Regions from separate parts of the Sus scrofa genome. Here region 2 is linked to region 1. A link is a contact called in public Hi-C data. All regions are on one chromosome and are shown on one strand. Each heading gives the region's core, a stretch centred on a gene start, on an enhancer-like site or on the middle of the called end of the contact. The rest is flanking DNA. Distances are from core to core; before and after follow the strand shown.

What was found. A called contact is a pair of places that touch in the nucleus more often than the background predicts.
Region 2: a Hi-C map of liver shows a contact between it and region 1, with 1.8 times the contacts expected there. The contact joins two enhancer-like sites. A contact is called at or near these places in 3 of 47 Hi-C or Micro-C datasets (liver, skeletal muscle and subcutaneous adipose tissue) and 1 of 2 datasets of contacts at active chromatin or transcription factors (skeletal muscle).

Annotation. Positions count from the first base shown.
Region 1 is chr3:123,953,959-123,956,834 of Sscrofa11.1, forward strand. No RefSeq gene overlaps it. Among named protein-coding and RNA genes, the nearest start is that of TRIB2, 240 kb to the right of the region's middle. Within about 2 kb of position 1,498, at least 13 of the 83 cell types and tissues checked have an H3K27ac peak or open chromatin away from gene starts, as enhancers often do. A contact at or near this core is called in liver, where this site is marked.
Region 2 is chr3:124,402,784-124,405,659 of Sscrofa11.1, forward strand. No RefSeq gene overlaps it. Among named protein-coding and RNA genes, the nearest start is that of TRIB2, 210 kb to the left of the region's middle. Within about 2 kb of position 1,533, at least 25 of the 83 cell types and tissues checked have an H3K27ac peak or open chromatin away from gene starts, as enhancers often do. A contact at or near this core is called in liver, where this site is marked.

The sequences.
Region 1 (2,876 bases), core at 248-2,747:
GTTATTGTGTTATCAGGATCGCCACCATTGCTGTCGTTATTATTTTGTCTTCCTCGCAGCTTGAGAGTCTCCAGGGCAGATGTAATTGTCCCAGTTTTACAGAAGGGGGACTTAAGGCTCAGATGGGATAAATGGCTGCCTTTAGCAGAGCTGCAACATGAATTTTGCTCTTTTACTTCATGATACAATGCTCTCCCCTTTGCCATCATGTCTCAGCATATCCATGTTAGATAATTCTTCCAGTTGGGAAAAATGTTGGCAGAAAGAAAAGTTAATGAGCTGAATCATTTAAATGGACAGATTGGAAAAATACTGTTGTTCCTTTTGCATGTTACACTCTTGCCAGAAATCAAGTAGGTGGAGTTTTGGAAGAGTAACCAGTTAGCTAAATATGGTAGTTTCAGATAATCAAGTTTAAAGCCATACCAGTTATATTTAATGTTTGAAGGGGAAAAAAATCAGAAAATTTGGGCATGAGGCTGAACTCACTGAGCTTGGCTCACCACCAAATTTCTCTCATCCAAAGCAATGACGCTGAAGAGTTATAAATACCATGCACCTATATCATGAAGCGTAACACATCCTAGGAAAAGTTTTACGTTTAAGTCACCTTTGCAAAATGTTGGGAGTTAGCTAAGATTACAAACGTTCAATTCAGACCCCAGTTGCTAGAGAAAAAAACACATGTTTATATGGCAGCTGGGGGCAAAGCATCTGTGTGCACAGTTTTATCTGCTCCGGGGTCACTCTGTCTTTGACTCTGGTTTACAACTTACACCAGTCTCTGTAAGAGAAATCAGGTCCCACCCGCAGTTTTCTAGCTTAATGAGATAAAAACCCTGATGATCAGTGCATGAATGTAAAACTAAGATAAACTGGTATCTGCTACTGATAAATATTTAACAGATGTGGTCCAGATCCCTCTGCCAGCTGGAGGAGGGAAAAACGTTCTATTTCACAGTTCAAATATAATTATTGGCCACATTTCTCCAAGCAAAGACAGTGACATTGGCTCACTCCCCAGGAGAATTTTCCTCTGATCTTGGCATTAGGATTTGGTTTTCTTTAACAGATTGCAGCAATATACCCTTTGCTTGACCCACTTTCTTCATTCACAAGATACCTGGAGCCAAAGTCATGCATGGGAAACAGAAAGGGAAGAGCACAAGCTGTGTTTCTGTACCTGCCAAAGGGTTGCAGAGAAACGCACGTACTCCAGGCCCCACTGAATGCACCTGTCCATCAGTTTGGTCTGGCAAAGGATCATTTGATCCAAGCAGCTCATTCAGGACTTAGCAGCACTTCTACCCAGACCCACTAATCACTTTTTTGGGACAGCTTCACAGACAGTCATTATTATTCCAAGTCTTTTGCCCTTTGCACTCTTTAAACAGATTGTGTGCAAAGGCTTTTCCTAAACATCACCACTGAGACTCCTTCCAGTAACGAGTGACTCATCCCGTGGATCCCCAAGCAGCTGTTGTGTAATGGGAGCAGGATGTTTTGCCCATGTTCCTTGACCTGACCATGTTGACCCCCGAGGATGTTTTGGTCCAGGAAGGCATAGTCCAGAGCTTAGGTGGGTAACACACCCCAACAGGGTTCATTTCCCATTTCTACTCTGCTTGTGCAATCCCTTTTCCAAACACTGTTACCAGAATAATATTTTTTTTCTAAAACGCTAGTCTGACCATGTCATTCCTCTGCTTAAAAGCCATCAATCATGGACTTCCTGTCACCAACAAAAAAGCAGCACCACATTCTGATCCTACTTGACCTGCCTTTTCTCATCTTCAGCTCTCTCTTTGCATAATCACCCCTGGCCCCCACACTCATCCTGCCTGCATTACACATGAATGTATGCTATTTTTCTTGCCCAAGGCCCGAGGTCCAGAGTTACTTTCAAGTCTCATTCCTCATACAAAGCCTCTTTCAAGATCCACGTTAAGTATCTCTGCATCCAGGAAGCATTTTCTGCCAACTCCGGGCCTTGAACACCCCCTGCTTCTAAACACATGGCACATCTATTCTATCTCAGTCATTATAGATGTTTTCTTACTATTAAATTTATAGTTTTATTCTTGAGTGCATAGCTGTCTCACCAATTACTGAGAGTCAAGCTTATGTTTTATTTTCGTTTTGTAGATTGTGAGGGCAATGCAGTTGGGAACCTACATGCCATGTGGATGCTGAGGGCAGGAGGAACATATCAGACTTCCTCCTTCATCACTGAGTGGCTGTCTCAGAGCTGCAGAGCCCACCAAAGAGGACAGAAAACCTTGTCAGATAGAGAAGGACTATCTAGCCTACAGGGTACTGGTTTACTCTCCAGCTAGGCGCTCTAAATCTTGGAGGATGTGACGCCCAGCCCTGAGACCTACCATGCAGCCAGAGCTTGTTGGTTTGGTTTAAGGAACCCTATGGAAAGAGGAGAGCTAGGTTGGAACATACAACTGATCCCACGGGTATCCCCCATGGAATCTGTGTTTTTAAGGACCGAGTTTAATGGGGTACTAACTCATAGAATACACATATGATGATTTTATTAAAAGCATTATGAATAATCTTATCTCATTCAAACATCACCAAATCCATGATCAGGAGAGTCAGCTGTAAAACACAATTATTTACTGAGTGCTTGCACTGTGCCTGGGGACACAGAGGGAGGGCACTACTGTTTTTGCTCTTGAGGAATGCCCTGTGAACATCTTAGAGGTAGAACAGCTGAAGCGCACCGGCCAAACCGTCCAGTCCAGCGCTTGGCCTGGACTCCAGTACAGGCCTTGGATTCCTATCGGCGCAGCCCTCTTTCCACTCTTTATGCTGCTCTATGGCTTATGTTCAGGGAGTGACTGCTCTTCCTGGGTTTCTTTAAT
Region 2 (2,876 bases), core at 283-2,782, 450 kb after region 1:
ACAAAAGCATCCATTTTATTCAAGGTGCCAATGTCAAATCCACACAAAATATCAGGTCCTTCGTCTAATTGAACACCCACTTTTCTTGCATCACATGTGTAATTATGCACCATGACAGTCTCTCACATTCACATAAGATTTTAAATGGGACAAACCCACATGCCCACCAGGTCACTAAGCCTTAACCTCCTCCTTCGTGTTCCATCCCCTTTCACCTCCCCCTCTCCTCTCAGAACACATTACAGAACAACGTGGAGTATTGCCATATTTTAGGGATTGAGGAAATGGAAGCTTGTAGAGGGTAATGACCCTCCAAGGTTAGAGACAAACCAAGTCGAGGAACACTTGTGCAAATAGTGTGAGTGTTTTGCTTTTAGAAACATGGCTCAGATTCCCTCGGACAGTGCCTGGCTCATAGTAGACCATCAGATGCAAGCCTGGCTCTGGCACAGGGATTCCTGGGATCTCTCGGTTTAGAAGAATCTCTCCTTTTTCCCTGTCCCTTGATACTTTCCACTCACAGATGCCTGGTTCCATGAACTTCTGCCTTGGGGTGCGTTGTGATCTGCTTTTACAGGAATCACTTTAAAAATGCACTTGGCTCCCTTGTATACTGAGCACCGTGAAGGGCAGGGTCCAAGTATGACTCTCCTATGTACCTATGGACCACATCCCCTATGAGCACCCACACTGGGATGCCATGATGTCCAATGGTGGGTGGGGAATGGCACTGATTATGGTGAGAAATTGAAGGGTGGAGAAGGTTGAGAGTTAAAAGGGAAAATACAAGGTAGTGACCCCATTGCCTGCCAGGCTGTGGCCCCAGCACTTTATAGCTATTCTCCATTAATTTCTGACCTAACTATGATCACCCCATCTTCAAGATGAAGCAAATCACACTGAGACAGAGCAGGTCATTTCTCCAAGGTCACCTAACTGGGAAGTCCCAACGCTGAGATTTGAATCTCGACTAGGCAATTCCATAATGGGTCCTCTTTGTCTAAAAGATAACCCTGTCTGAGTTGGCAGTGTTATGAGGAATTTAGTTTCTTGAGGATCAAGGGCTAATCCCACTTATATTTATCACATGAGTATAATACAGCAAGTACCTGAGAAAGAAATAGGATGGGAAATTTTCTACATGTATTTTATACACTCAAGGAACATCAAGAGTCTATTTTCGTTGGCTTTCTACATTTTTTCTTCAAACTGAGAACAGCTGGCTATTTTCCACTTGCATATAAATGGATGTCTAAATTGCAAAGGTGCCTAGAGCTCAGACTTACTTAACTTTCAGTTTAGGTATCCACCCTGTGTTGCACAATCATCAAATGGGATATGATGCAATTTTTTTAAACAGACTTTGCAAAACAAGTATTGAGTAACTCGAAGCTCTCTTTTTCCTTGTATGTGCCTAGCAACCTTGCAGGTCTGTTGGACAGAAAAATTTTGCCCTTGGCCAGCAGTTCAGCAAGAGCCTCAAAGGCTCAGAAAAGCAAGAGACTTTGGAGTGTTGCAATCAGTCAGCTTGGCTGAGATTAACCCAGAGGAAAGTGAGGCTCCACTAGGCCCCTCCCCTCCTGTGGACACAGTTGGGACAGAGGCAGAAGCCAAATGAATGGATACACTTCAGTGTTTACACTGGGGACTGAAGAGCTGGCCACAGAGGCTGAAATTTTTCTGACACATTTTTTTTCCTGTTGAGAAAATTATGTGATATTACAGAAAATTTTGAAGAAAGAAAAATTAATCCTGTGTCACGTTGTCACCCAAACAGAAGTGTTTCCATTGGTATTTTATGTTGCGGAACAGGAATAAAGGAAACATGCCACCTACCGAGCTTTATTGGGTTAGAAACCAGACTTAATGGTTTATATTTATAATCATATTTATCTCTGACAAAAATCCTCCAAGATCCGTCAAAAGATTTTCTCCCATTTTCCAGATAAGAATTTAAACTAAGGAAAGTTTAGTACCTGATTTAAGTTCCCTGAGCAAACCATGGAGATGGAATCCAAATCCAGTTCAGTAAGACCACAAAGTTAATGGCTTATTCTACATCACTGTCAATCAACCTATATCTTTCTCATTTATCATTATTACAAGGCATGTTATTTTACTACCCATGGCTAAATTACTATTTTAATATATGTAATCTAAATATGAGTAGCTATGTGATTATTTACGTTAGAACATTCAGTTTTACAAAAGGTAAAAATCTCAGGTTACGCACACACAAAAAATTGTTTCTAAGACATGTAGGTTTGTTTTCTATAAACAGGCTTGATTTCCATCCCGAGCCCCCATTTTGCTAGGTAGTAAATATTTAATCTCATCAACAAGCTACATACACCCCTGAACCACAGCAAATTCTTGGGTAATATTTATGTTTCAGGTTCTTAACTAGTGCCTGGCACGTTGGAAAAAAACCACATGGCCCTTAGAATTTACTCTCTGTCCACTGTAACATCCCCTGGGACACCGTGATTCCCATCCAATTCCTAGTTTCTGTCCTTAAAGGTCACTCGTGCCCCCTTATTTACCCAGCTGCAAAGCCTCTTCAGGTCTGGCTTGATTCAGCTCTTCCTTGATTGATTGAATGGATTATCGATATCTTCACTGCTCTGGCTTTCCATGGCCTTATTCCCTTTCTAGTTGGGTTGCTCATGACAATAGATTTGCTGTATTTCCAAATGAGGCTCTCTGGAGGCCACAGGCTATGAAATCCATATCATATATTTATGAATACTAGGATGAATTTTGGGATGTGTCAGAGCAAGGGAGGACCCTTAAAGTGTAGCCACCTTATGGATGACCAGTGAGCAAGTGACAGTTGTATTAGGGTTTTTCAAAGAAGCTGAACCAATGGAAAATAG